2 separate regions of the Oryctolagus cuniculus genome follow, and region 1 is linked to region 2. The links are chromatin contacts, called in public Hi-C maps. All regions are on one chromosome and are shown on one strand. The core of a region is the stretch at or near the end of the contact, and the rest is flanking DNA. Distances in the headings are between cores, read along the strand shown. Region 1 holds the start of IKBKE (inhibitor of nuclear factor kappa B kinase subunit epsilon). Region 2 overlaps SRGAP2 (SLIT-ROBO Rho GTPase activating protein 2).

Region 1 (6,144 bases), core at 2,518-5,017, 73 kb after region 2:
CCTCCACTCCTGTTCTAATGGAACAGCTACACGGGTGGGTGAGTCAAAGCCGAGGCTGTTCTGCCACACTGTGGTGTGAATGTGTTTTCACTGCTGGAGTAGAGGGACCGCGGGTCGGGCCTGGAGCACCCCAGAGGGAGAGGCAGCCCATTCCTCCACCGTCAGCAGAGGGCAAAACAGCTTCCTCTCCATCTATCTCCCATGTTCTGTTGGGAGCTTGATGGGAAGTGGTAGCAATGAGACCATTGCTACCACCATTGAGACACAAGCCCATTCTACTCTATTCCAGATAGAAACCAGCAGAGACAAGGTGGGGATGCATTTAGGAAACAATCTTTAAGATGAGCTAAATGTTTACATCCACAGGAATAGGAGGCTTCCGTTAACAACCCCAGCTTGTGACATTTGGCAGAGACCAATCATTGAGTCAGTCAGCAAACTTTGGAGCCTGTCCTACAGCGCTGAATAGGAGAAATGGGGAAGGAACTTTTCAAAGAGGACACACAAACAACACAGCTGTCACTCTGAAAGTGAAACCGTGAGGGAGAGCAGGGCCTGCCTGGTGGAGAAAGCCCATCATGGCAGGAAGGAGTTGAGCAGGAAGACGAGAGGGGTCGGCCTGGGCCCGGGGCTGGGGGTGACACAGGCTGACAGCCTGCGGGTTCCAGGGAGAGATCCTGCTTGATAGCAAACTTGGCAGCTATTAGATGACAGACGCATTCAAATCATGAGATCTCTGGGAAAAACGGGTAGATGAACAAAAGAGAGGGTGCCAATGACTAGAAATCCTGCAGAGTGACTGTGAGGGGTGTGGTTCAGAGACGGAAGTGTCGCGGGCGGGGGAGGGTGTTGACGTGTAGAAAGGTGACCCCGACATGACTGTTTTCAGTAGAGGGGACGTGAGTCTGAATGGGCAGCCAGTGGGGAGGGAGGAAGACTCAATCGAGGGCGTCTCAGCGAAGGGGCTTCAGGAGAGGCTGTGGGAGCAGGCTTTGGTTTTTGAGATGAGCAGCGGAGAGGCAGTGTGGTCAGAGGGCAGGAGCCCTGGGCCTGAACGGTGAGCTGCAGAGCGCGGGTGGCAAGGTTGGCCGGGTGGAGACGCACTTCCCGCTGTCTCAGTGGGGAAGCAGGCAGTGGCTGCACTCCCTGTTCAGCGCCGCTTGGGTTCCAGAGCCGCGGAAGGCGGAAGGCGAAGGCTTGAGCTCAGAGTGTGGGAGAGAATGGCGGGAAATGCTCTCTCTTCTGTACCAGGAACCAGGACAGAGGTCGCACAGGGGCCTGGGGGCCGCGCGCTGCCTGGGGGAGCTGCCCCTCCTTCTGCCCACACGCTCCTGGCCAGGGCTGGCTCTGGCCTCCACCGGCCCTGAGGACCCACGGCCGTGCTCAGCACTGCATCCCCACCCTGCCCTGTTCCTTTCCTGGGCTGGGAAAAATTGCTTCCGGCCAGGCAGGGGTAGAAGAGATGACAAAATGCCAGGTACTAGGCACATCATCTTTTTTTATATGTATATAAAAGATTTTATTTATTTATTTGAAAGTCAGAGTTACCCAGAGAGAGAAGAGGCAGAGAGAGAGAGAGGCCTTCCATCCGATGGTTCACACCCCAGATGGCCGCAACTGCTGGAGCTGCACCAATCCGAAGCCAGGAGCCAGGAGCTTCTTCCGGGTCTCCCACATGGGTGCAGGGGCCCAAGCACTTGGGCCATCTTTTACTGCTTTCCCGGGCCATAGCACAGACCTGGATTGGAAGAGGAGCAGCCGGGACTAGAACCAGCGCCCATGTGGGATGCGGGCGCTTCAGGCCAGAGCGTTAATCTACTGCACCATCATCTTTTGTTTTCACACCAACCCTAGGAGAAGGGTTGGATGACTTGCCCCAAGGTCACCCAGGGTAAGTGACCCAAGTTAAGCCTCAGAGCCCCGGCCGCTGGAGGCAGATCTGCCGTGTTTTCCCTCACAGCTGCCCCCAAGGACCCCCTCTCCCGGCCTCTGCTCCTTGTGCTGCCTTTGATGGCTGCTTCGGTCTCCAGGGCTCCAGAGCCCCCACCCCGGGAAAGCGTGACTCTCCCGGACTTCTGCCCTGCCGATGCTCACCAGGCGCCCGCACCTGCCCAGACCAAATCCTGGCCACGCTGCCCAGCTGGGGCCCCGGCAAGAGGTTCCTTCATCTTGGCCGCACAGGATGTGAACCCACAGGTCAGGCTCAGGGGAACTTGATCGCAGGCCCCCTTCCACCCTGGCCTGCCACAGACAGCAGGTGGGGGTGGGGTGAGGTCCTGAACCAGCCCCACTCCGTTCTTGCCTCCATGCTGCCTCCCTCTCCTCTACCCCACTCCCCTCTTTGCAAAGTCTGGTCATGCAGCCCTGCCTCTAGCCAACACTTCTGGCCCCCTGACCCCCGCCAACCCTGCAGCCCCGCTGCCAGGGTCCACAAAGCCGGCCTCTGCTGAGGGCTACACCCTCCAGCTTAGCGCAGGTGTGCCTGCCTCTCAGAGGTGGCACATGTTTGTTGCTCGAAGGGGCTGACCACACTGTGAACGAGAGATTGGGCTTCCTGGAGAGGAAAGAAGGGCTGCTGGTAAGGCCTCAGTAGGTTCATCCCAGAAAGGGGTTGATGGCAAGGATCAGCTGGGACATGTTGCAAAACTCAGTAGCCGAAATCAACACTGGCTGATTTCTCAGCAAAGCTGAATGTCCCTTGTGGGCCAGCGGAGATTGCGGGGGGTGGGGGGGATCTGCCCCTCATGGCTACTCAGGGACTCAGATTCATGGAAGGATTGCTTTTCCCCCAATCCCTTTATCGGAGGCAGGAGCTGGGGGGGAGGGAGGAGGCAACCCTGCAAAAGCTTTGGTGGGGTCCCCTGCCCCACCCGGATCACCCAGGAAGTGCACCAAGGCACCCAGGAAGCACAGCTCTCCCACCTGCCAGCAGGTGCATCGGGGAGTGGTGGGTGGGGCAGGACGATCTCGGACTTTCCTTCTGGCTCTGCCGGGAGCGCCTGCAGCCGGGCCTCTGTTCCGCCTTATCAGCAGGTGCATCTCTGAGCAGGAGGTGAGGCAAGGCTCTGCTCCTTCCTGGTGTCACTGCGACGGGGCGGGGCTGGCAGAGAAACCACCAGGTGTTGCCGTGGGAAAGTCCCCCCAACACTACAGAAACATGGAATTTCCTGGTTGTCCGGCTGCGTTCTCAGAGCCACAACCCCACCCCCCCGACACACCCTGGCTGGGAGGTTGGCGTGTTCCAGTGTCTCTGAGGACCCTGCGCAAATCCCTCGAGATGTGTGGGTCTCAGGGCCCCCAGTATCTGCCCACAAAATGCCTTCCAGGCTCCTGCGCTCTCCAAATATCGCTCCCGGCCACGCGTCTCTCCTTGGGTCTCCAGGGAGCGCATGCCCTGGTTCGGCGCGTACTCTTGGGCCTCTGCGTGCTCACCGTGCTGAGTCCAAGGAGTGGCTGGACCTGGACAGGGGGCCTGAGCCTCCGTGAGTCTCCCAGCTGTGGGTGCTGGCTTCCCAGGAAGCTCTCCACCAGGCCGAGTTGTCCTGCCTGCTCTGTAGACGCTGGGCAGAGCTTTGAACTTCTCTGCTCCAGTGAACGCAATCGGGGCAGGGAGGCACCCAGCCGCGTGCCACTGCAGCTCAGGCCTCTGGACCTCACACTCTTCCTCCAGCCGGCAGGTGTGGTTGGCAGCAGCCAAGCTGCCTGTCTCTTTAAGAGAGAGAGAGCGAAAGGGAGCCCGAGGGAGCAAGAGAGAACGAAATCAGGAAGTGTGAGAGCTGCGAGCCACCGCACTGTGCTGTGCCGAGCTGAGTGTCCCGCGGAAACCCCACAGCCCCCGCTCCTGGGGCGCCACCGGGCCGCTTCATCGGGCGCTGCCTCTGGGCCCAGGATGCTGTGGAGCTGCCAGTGAGTGACAGGGAGCCCCGAGAGCCCGGGGCGCCGCGCTCCCCTCCCGCAAGCCCGCACTCCCCTCCTGCCGCCCGCTGAGGCAGGAGATGGGGTGAGTGGGCTGCTGCGCGGGGGAGGGGCGGCCAGGCCAGGGCCGCGCGCAGGGCCGTGGCGTCCTGTGCTCGCGTGGGAAGCCGGCCTGAGGCTGGCAGGGTCGCGGGTTAGGGCGCTGCCCGTGGTCAACAGGGCTCTCTTCCCAGGCTCCGCTGCCTGATGCCCCCGACTGCCTGCCCTCACCTCTCCCTGGGGCCCTGCTCCCTGGCCAGAGTCCCAGGAGAGGGCGTGGCCCGGAAAGGGTCCCGGAACCGCTTGGGGAAAAGGACTGGAAACCACCCCCATCCCCCCCCGCCCCGTGGGGGAGGTGACCGACAGGAAAGGGTTAATGGGCTGAGGCTGGTGGCCTTTGATGGAGACTGAAAGATCACACAGCACCCAAGGCTGCGTCTCATCCGCCCTCCTCTTTCCGGTGCAGCTCAGCTCCTGGGCTCGCCGCCGCACACAGGAAGCCGGACACACGCTCGCCAGGGAGAGGCTGGGCCTGACTCCAGCTCAGAGCGTGCGGTGAGTGCGTTTGGCCGCGCTGGAGCCCCAGGAGGCGGGAGCGGTGGTGGGTGGGCGGGCAGCTCCCCAGCCCCTCTGCCGGGTGCAGGGGTGGGGGCAGGGAGTGGTCGCAGAGCGTACAGACCCAGGGACTGGCCACCCTGGCCTGGGCTCTGCCCTTTGCACCACACTGCCCGCGACCCCGGGTGTTCAGCTCTGCTCTGCCCGGCCCCAGGTCCCTTGCTGGCCCTGGGGAGGATGCTGAAGGGGGTAAAGTCTGCTGCCTGCTGGCTCCCCAGGCTGGGCCCCTGGCTTTGGTACCAGTAGGTTCTGCCCCAGCCTCACAGCTCTGGCCTCGATGGCGACTCCCGCTCAGCCCCCAGGAAAGACTGGCCAGCTCACCGTAGGCACCAGTGCATCCTCCCAGGGCAGGCAGGGCAGCCCGCAGTTTGAAGAGGCCCCGTCTAGCCCAGCCCAGCCTTCCCCACCGTATTGAAGGGAAAAGTGGCCGGTGTCTGGTCCGGACATGAAGCTGCTGTGTCCAGCATCTTTGACTCCCCACCCTGGCTCCCGGCTCCCGAGTCCAGCTCCTTGCCGGAGGACGCGGGTGATGCTCCCGTGACGGGGTCCCTGCCAGGCTCGGGGGAGACCTGGGTGGGGTTCCTGGCTCCGGGATCGTCTTTGCCCCCTGGCCATCATGGGCATCCCGGGAGTGACCCAGCAGAGGGGAGAGCTCTCTCAGCCTGTTTCCCTGAGTGTCTCTATCCCTCTCTTTCTCTCTGCCTCTCAAACAAACTTCTTTTAAAAAAGTATTTTAGGGATAGCGGCCTCCTTACACTTCTTCTGCCGCACATCTCAGAAAGGCCAACCCTGGCCGGGCCTCAGACAGCCACTGAACTTGACTCTGGACGCCAGGCTCTAGAGGAACTGGCCTTTAGAGAGAACAGGACAGCAGCAGCGATAGGATAGGGGTCTTGGGGCCCCCCAGGGGCTCCTGAGCCCTTGGGTTTGAGGGTCTCGGGCCTCCCGATCCTCCCCTCTCTCTGTGTCTCTCTCTCTAGCTCCCCTGCCCCTGCAGCCCTGTCCTCTTTGGAGCAGCACTGAGCTGGCCCAGCTGGCTGTCAGCTCCCGGCAGCAGGAAGTGTGGGCCCTGCAGGCGGGCCGGTGGGTGGGGTAGGGGCTCCTGGTGCAGCTCGTGTTGCAATCCTGGAGATTCGGGGTGGTGTGCTGACCCGGGCCATTCCACCTGCGCTATTGCTACTTCCTGGGACAACCCCAGGCCTGCACACCAAACCCCCAGAATCCTCATTGCCCAGGAGAGGGGACAGAGAGGAGAGGTGTGTCTGTCTGGTGAGGGGCTGCAGGGAGAGCCAGGCCACCTGTGCTCTCGCTGAGGGCTTGCGTGCAGTGCTGTGCTGTGCTTTTTGGGGAAGTTACGTAACCTTTCTGTGCTTTCCACTTCCCCGGCCTCTTGCCCGTGGAAAGACCACATGGAGCCCCTCTGGGCCCTGGGGCCTGGCTGCCGCTCAGGGACGAACTCCGGGGCTCCCCGCAGGCTGTCTTTCGGGGCCGGAGATGCAGAGCACGGCCAGCTACCTGTGGCACACGGATGACCTGCTGGGGCAGGGTGCCACTGCCAGCGTGTACAAGGCCCGC
Region 2 (6,381 bases), core at 1,244-3,743:
GTTTTCATTCCTCTGAATCTGTTGGTTCTGCTTCTGGTGGTTGAGGGTACAAATAAGAGTGAACCTTGTTTTCTGTGGGTAAGAGCCAACATTTCACCTACAGGTTATATCAGGAGAATAGATAGGCTTATGTGATAGAGAACATCAGGATGGACCTTCAGGCATGGTTGGATTTAGGAGCAGGAATTTTACCAACACTCAGGTTTCGTCCCTCTGTGTGTCAGCTCTATTTCATAGTCTGTAACTCTGTTTTATCTAGTCCCTTATCCACTGGGGGCAAGGTGACTACATATTCAGCCTCAGCTCCTTGTAGACTAAAGTCCAGTGGAAAGCATATGTGCCTTCCTCCCCAAGGCTCCCACGGAAGTCTCATTGTATCTGGTTTTGCTTATTCCTGAGCCAGTCACTGGGGCTAAGTGTCTTCAGTTCAGTGATTGCTGTATGGCTGGGTCCCATTCTCCAAAATAGAGCAAGTGGCCTGAGCTGTGGAGTGGGAGGTTCCCTCCCCGAGGGCAGTCATTCCAAATTACTAAGAGGAGTCTATGCTAGGAGACCAGAGACCAGAATGGTCTTCCCTAAAGGTTGACATCCAGACTTTAGAAAATTGTGCTCCAGAGTGGCAATGTACCCAATGTAACCAGAGGATTTGCCGTCATTAATAGGCCACTGTGGAGCCTGGCACATTTCTATCCTAAAGACAAAAACATGGAGATGATTTCTTTCTTTTCATTCTTGGAGAAAACCAAGCCATTTGCAGTTAGCTTCCATTGCTATGGCTTAGGAAATGTCAGTGTCTGAACAGATGGGCAAGTGAGATGGCAGCATGTGCAATTAGAATTGGGGGAGGGGTGTCACCAAACCCCAGGAAGCCCCATTCTTCACCTGCCCTGGCTGCTGGTCAGATTTGCCTTCCAAACCCCTCTCCAGCTGCCACTGAGATTCCTTCCCAAGAATCAGTGGAACTTGGAGACCAAGCGCAGTGATAGATTTTCTGGTGTTGACTGAGTTGTCTTGTGAGCCAAACAGCTTGTCTCCATAAAGGGGGAATCCAAATGCTGGGTACTCAGGCCCCCTCCTAGCCCTGTCAGAGCTTTATTTCCATACTCCAGAGCACAGCTGGAATATATTACCTTGCACCCTGGTAGAGGACCACTGCCAAAGCATGCATCCGTGGCTCCGCTGCTTCTTAAAGGAACAGGCTCCACAGTAGTTTTCCCTCCATGATTCCTCCCTGCTGGGTCTGAGTTACTTTGAAGATTGATAGTTCATTCTTCTGCCTGGACCCTCCCTTTGTGTGATATAGCTGATGAGTGAATGAACCCGGGAGAGGCCAGGGCCACACCTAGAACTTGCAAAGGTTCCACATTCCAGCCTAGCCTTCATAGGAGTGGGAAGAGAGAGGGCAAATCCCTGTGCCAGTCCGTCCCCATCAGTGTGGCTTGGCGGCAGACTACTGGAGCAACAGGAGGGAGTTGCCTGGAAGTCCTTGAAGTAGCGCCAGAATACGGGTGGCATTTTGACCGGAAGCTCTGAAATTGGCCAAGACCCCATACCGACTGGTGTTCTGGGGCACTCAGCAGTGAACTGGTGCCAAGCACTCTAGATCTACTGAGAGGTCCTTGGCTCTACGCTTGCTGCTCCCAGAGGGTTATGGGACTCTGAATGCCTAACTGATGATATCAGGCAGCCAGAAAATTTCACTTTTGGCACTACACCATTCTGGCCACCAAGCTTTCTTCATTATGTCTGCTTATCCAATAGCCAGAGTGAAGTCAGCTCTCTAGATCTGAGAGCTGGCTTGGGCCAGTCTTTTAACTGGAGGGAGAGGTCATTTGGGAGTTTAAAAGCCAATGGAGGAAAAGGTCGAGTCCTAGCCCTCTCCATTTGAAGAGAGTTTTTGTCTTTTGAGCAGAGAATGGGCTATGGGCATGTGAATGTACCCACTTGTTGCTGGTAAGGAAGAAGGCCGGTCCTATGCAGATCTCTTTCTACAAACAAGAGGCCAGGGGACACATGGCAGCAAGGCGACAGGAACTGCCTCCACATGGGTCTTGCCTCCCAATTCTCCCAGCCTTCTGCTCCTCATCTGTCACGCTGGGGACTGTGGGTAACCTGGTGCCCAAGCCACACCCCCATCAGGAGACAGCAGTTCAGTCTTCCCTTCACACAGGGGAAAGCTAATTGGCAGTAATCCTTGGGGGAAGGAGCCTCTCCCACAGGGATTGAGCGAAGACCTGGGGTAAAATGGTAACTGTGGAAAATGCCAACCACCCCCAGATTCAATGCCCTCTGGGCCCCCTAGTACAGCCCACAAACTTGTTCCTCCCTTCACACTCTTTCTTTGAGTCATAGCTCTCATGCATGGCCTGGATTGTTAAACATATGCTGGCTGCCAACAGTGGCAAGTTAGCCTCCTGACCCACTTTTCTCCTGCTTTCACTCTGGTGTGCAAAGTGGGGTGAGGGAAGGCCCAGAGAGGTGGCCACTTGAACCCATAGCAGGAAGTCCTCTCTGTGCCAAAGCATTGTGTTTGTGGAGCTAGGGCTGCCAAGGTACTTTTCTCCAGCGCCTCAGCCTTCCACAGGGCTGCAGACCCTGCGTAGATCTGTGCCAGTTGCCAGCCTAGAGATGGGCTCCAAGGAGAGAGATCTCGTCTCTCTAAGCAGATCCCCCTCCTCATTCCTTTCGTGTGCTGTTTAGTCCTGGAAGAGATCCACGCACGTTGGCTTTGGATTTTGTTTCAACTGTGAGCCTTACAACTTGACTATGAGTCGTTTTATTAGCGGTAATGGGAACTCTGGAACCACCAGAAGAACTATGTCCTCTACCTGACCTAGTGTTGCTGTCTTCTGGCAGGCCTCCCAGCTCTGTGCCCAGCAGCCTGTCCAGAGCGAGCTGGTGCAGAGGTGCCAGCAACTGCAGTCTCGATTATCCACTCTGAAGATTGAGAACGAAGAGGTGAGTTTCCCGCCCATGAGCGTCAAGCCCAGCCCCTGCGTTTTCCTCCTGCACCTCTTGCTGCTGCCCATCTGGGAGCAGGTGGAAAGAGCACGCAGAGAATGTCCGGGCTGCTACTAACATGTCCTAGCCAAATGTAGGCTTGGACTTTCCCCCTCGGCTGCATCCTGCCCTTAAACTCCAGGAAGTTGCTCTTGCCTTGCCAAAGGTTGTGCTCTATTTTGGGCTTTTACAAAATGCTTTTTTTTCCCCCCTCTACAATTTAATCAAAATGGCACTTGGCAGCTGTGTGAACAATATTGTGTCTCTGAAACCACCCCCTCATGCCTGGTTTTTTCCAGCATTTTCAAACAAACAGAAGCCTTTGACTTTGACACTTCAAACATCTCCATCCTCTTAGGAAAGGGTGACTGTTTTCTGGCCTCAGTGTATTTGCTTTCAACAACCAGTTCAAAAGGGCAGTATGATTGATGATCTAGCTTTCAATTGAGCTCAGATTGGTTCTTACCTTGCATCTCAGCGAGTCTTACTTTTCCCAGGAAGATCAGGAAGGACTGAGGGTCACTCAACATGCAAATAGGGAAAGAAGTTCATCGACTTGTTCAAGGTTAAGAAACAGAACCTGGGGAATTGCAGGTCTAGGCCCAGCGCACATTGTTAGCTTGTTCTTTGTACAATGGGACTGGTTTGGAGTTATTTCATTCTCTTTCCTTTAGTGCTTCCATTATAATGAAGAGCTAATATGAAATTTTTAAAGTAAACATTCAGTAAAAGAGCTGGGTCAAGTACATAACACAAAGGGAGCAGCGGTTTTTAGGTTCTTACTGGAGAGAATAGAACACCGCGGCAGTCCGTGTGAAATTTCTCTCTCACTCAGCACTGTGTGGTGGGAAGCAGAGCTGCGCCCTCTGACAGCAGTCCTCCATGCTTTACAGCCCACTCCCTGTCCCACTTCTCTAAGCCTCTCCGTCTCCTGCTATTTTGCAGCCTGCCCTGTATATTACGTTGGCCCTTGTCTTTGCAGGTTAAAAAGACAATGGAGGCCACCTTGCAAACCATCCAGGACATTGTGACCGTTGAGGACTTTGATGTGTCCGACTGCTTCCAATACAGCAACTCCATGGAGTCTGTCAAGTCCACAGTTTCAGAAACTTTCATGAGCAAACCCAGCATTGCTAAGAGGAGAGCCAACCAGCAAGAGACAGAGCAGTTTTATTTCACGGTAAGAGAGCTCAGTGGCTTTTAAAGAACATCAACAGGCACTTCAGCACACAAGGGAGAGTTCTGAGGTCTTGGCCAGTGTCTGAAAGGCAGGCTTTGAATGTTCTGGATTTGAATCTGGGCATACTTGAAAACCATCCCTGTATTTAAAGGCAACAAATGTCTACAAGTTGTATGTCTAAAAGGGATTCCCCAAGAAAAAGGATGCTCCCAAGTATACTTCAAGATTTTCCTCTTCAAGAAGTGTTGAACCGGCTAGCAGGCTTTCCTTTCAAAGCTTTCTTCTCAGCCTGCATGAAACCAGGAAAGGGGAACTTGATCTCTTGGTTTTTAGGAACTACTTCTAGTTATTGTGGCTAATACATACTTTGTTTTTTAAAAGTGTATATAGGTTCTAGGTGATGTGTTGGAGAATAATTTTTCATAATTATGGCTAAAACTCAAAGGGAATCATAATATGTAACGTTGTTTTGCAGAGAATTCTAAAACAGTGTACTTTGTTATTCATATATCTCCAGTCTTACTTTAGACAGATGGACTTTTTTTTTTTTAAGTGGCATTAACAGCCCTTTGGAAGGTTGCTAGCTGGTCTTTAGTGCAGCTTTTTAATAATTAAGTTATTTTGAGCTTGCCAAGTAGGATTTATTGCCTGAACTAAAATTTGTTTCCTAATCTTCTGAAGACCAAGAAAGAAAAAATTAAGTTTGCAGATGTGAGATGAAATATAGCCAGTGAATATGCATACTGATTCTGAATGAAAGAAATTAACTTGTTTTTCAGTCAGGAAGCTCAGTCTGCCTGCTGTAAATTGAATTTTTGCTCCAACTGGAACAATTTGTTTATTCATATTTAAACACTGTCCTTTCTTCATTAAGAACACTAATGATTTGCTAATATTTTTAAGTCTGTTTTTTAATTAGTTCAACTTAGAATTCATAAGATTATTTTTTTTAATTCTAAAGAAGACCATTGAAAGGGACTGATTTAGGGGCCAGCACTGTGGTGTAGCAGGTAAAGCCGCCACCTGCAGCAGCGGCATCCCAGATGGGCCCCAGTTCATGTCCTGGCTGCTCCTCTTCTGGTCCAGCTCTCTGCTATAGCCTGGGAAAGCAGTGGAAGATGGACCAAGTGCTATCTTTGGGGAGTGAACCAGCAGATAGAAGACCTTTCTCTCTGTATCTTTCTCTCTCTGTAGCTCTGCCTCTCAAATAAATAAATTACAGAGAGAGAAAGAGAAAGGGACTGATTTAAGAATGTTATTCTCTAAAATAACTTTCTTTTTACAAAAAGATTTATTTGAAAAGCAGGGTTACAGAGATTGAGAGGGACAGAGAGAGAGAGAGAGAGAGATCTTTCATGTATTGGTTCACTCCCCAAATGACCAAAATGGCCAGGGCTGGCTCCAGTTCAGGAGCCTGGAACTCCATCTGGGTGCAGGGACCCAAGCCTTTGAGCCCTCTTTGGCTGCTTTCCCAGGTGCATTAGCAGGGAGCTGGATCAAAAGTGGTACAGCTGGGACTCAAACCAGTGCCCGTATGGGATGCCAGGGACACAGGCCATGGCTTAACCTGTTTCTCCACAATGCCAGCCCTAAAATAACTTCTAAAACATTGCTATGCAAAGCAAAACATGCACATTATATAAAACTTAGAAGCACACAAAATAAAAAATAATCCATAATCTTACCACCTGAAGATATAATGGTGCTAGGATATATTCTTTCTGGTCTTTGTTCTTTTTTAAGTTTTATTTATTTATTTATTTATTAGATTTATTTGTTTACTTGAAAAACAAAATTGCAGAGAGAGAGAAAGAAAGAGGACTTCCATCCACTAGTCCACTCCCCAGATAGCCTCAATGGCCAGTGCTGGGCCGATCTGAAGCCAGGAGCCAGTAGCTTCTTCTGGGTCTCCCATGTGGGTGCAGGGGCCCAAGGACCTGGCCATCTGCTGCCTTCCCAAGCCATAGAAGAGAGCTGTATTGGAAGTCGAACAGCCAGGACTTGAACCGGCACCCATATGGGATGCTGGCACTGCAGGCTGCGGCTTCACCCACTGTATCACAGCACTGGCCCCACATTCTGTTTATTTGAAAGGCTGAGTGACAGAGTGAGAGCAAGAGTGAGAGGGAAAGAAGGAGAGAGAGAGAGAGAGAGAGAGAGAGAGAGAGAGAGATAAAGTTGAGAGAGGTCTTCTATCCACT

The links. Hi-C and Micro-C count contacts between places; a contact is called where the count stands out from the background.
Region 1: a contact with region 2 is called in a Hi-C map of embryonic fibroblasts, with 2.3 times the contacts expected there. The contact joins the promoter of IKBKE here to the enhancer-like site in region 2. A contact is called at or near these places in 2 of 6 Hi-C or Micro-C datasets (embryonic fibroblasts and skin fibroblasts).

The regions. Positions count from the first base shown.
Region 1 is chr13:21,669,866-21,676,009 of mOryCun1.1, forward strand. IKBKE (inhibitor of nuclear factor kappa B kinase subunit epsilon) reads left to right here and starts at 3,768. Exons shown (of 22, transcript XM_051821261.2): 1 at 3,768-3,906; 2 at 4,421-4,509; 3 at 6,044-6,144. The coding sequence starts at 6,064. LOC138845089 reads right to left here and starts at 4,287. Exons shown (of 3, transcript XM_070056217.1): 1 at 3,433-4,287; 2 at 2,923-3,100; 3 at 1,493-1,738. The coding sequence starts at 4,287. The coding sequence ends at 1,710.
Region 2 is chr13:21,598,553-21,604,933 of mOryCun1.1, forward strand. SRGAP2 (SLIT-ROBO Rho GTPase activating protein 2) reads left to right here. Exons shown (of 23, transcript XM_051821259.2): 9 at 2,857-2,958; 10 at 3,983-4,180. Among named protein-coding and RNA genes, the nearest start is that of IKBKE, 72 kb to the right of the region's middle. Within about 2 kb of position 2,494, at least 2 of the 8 cell types and tissues checked have an H3K27ac peak or open chromatin away from gene starts, as enhancers often do.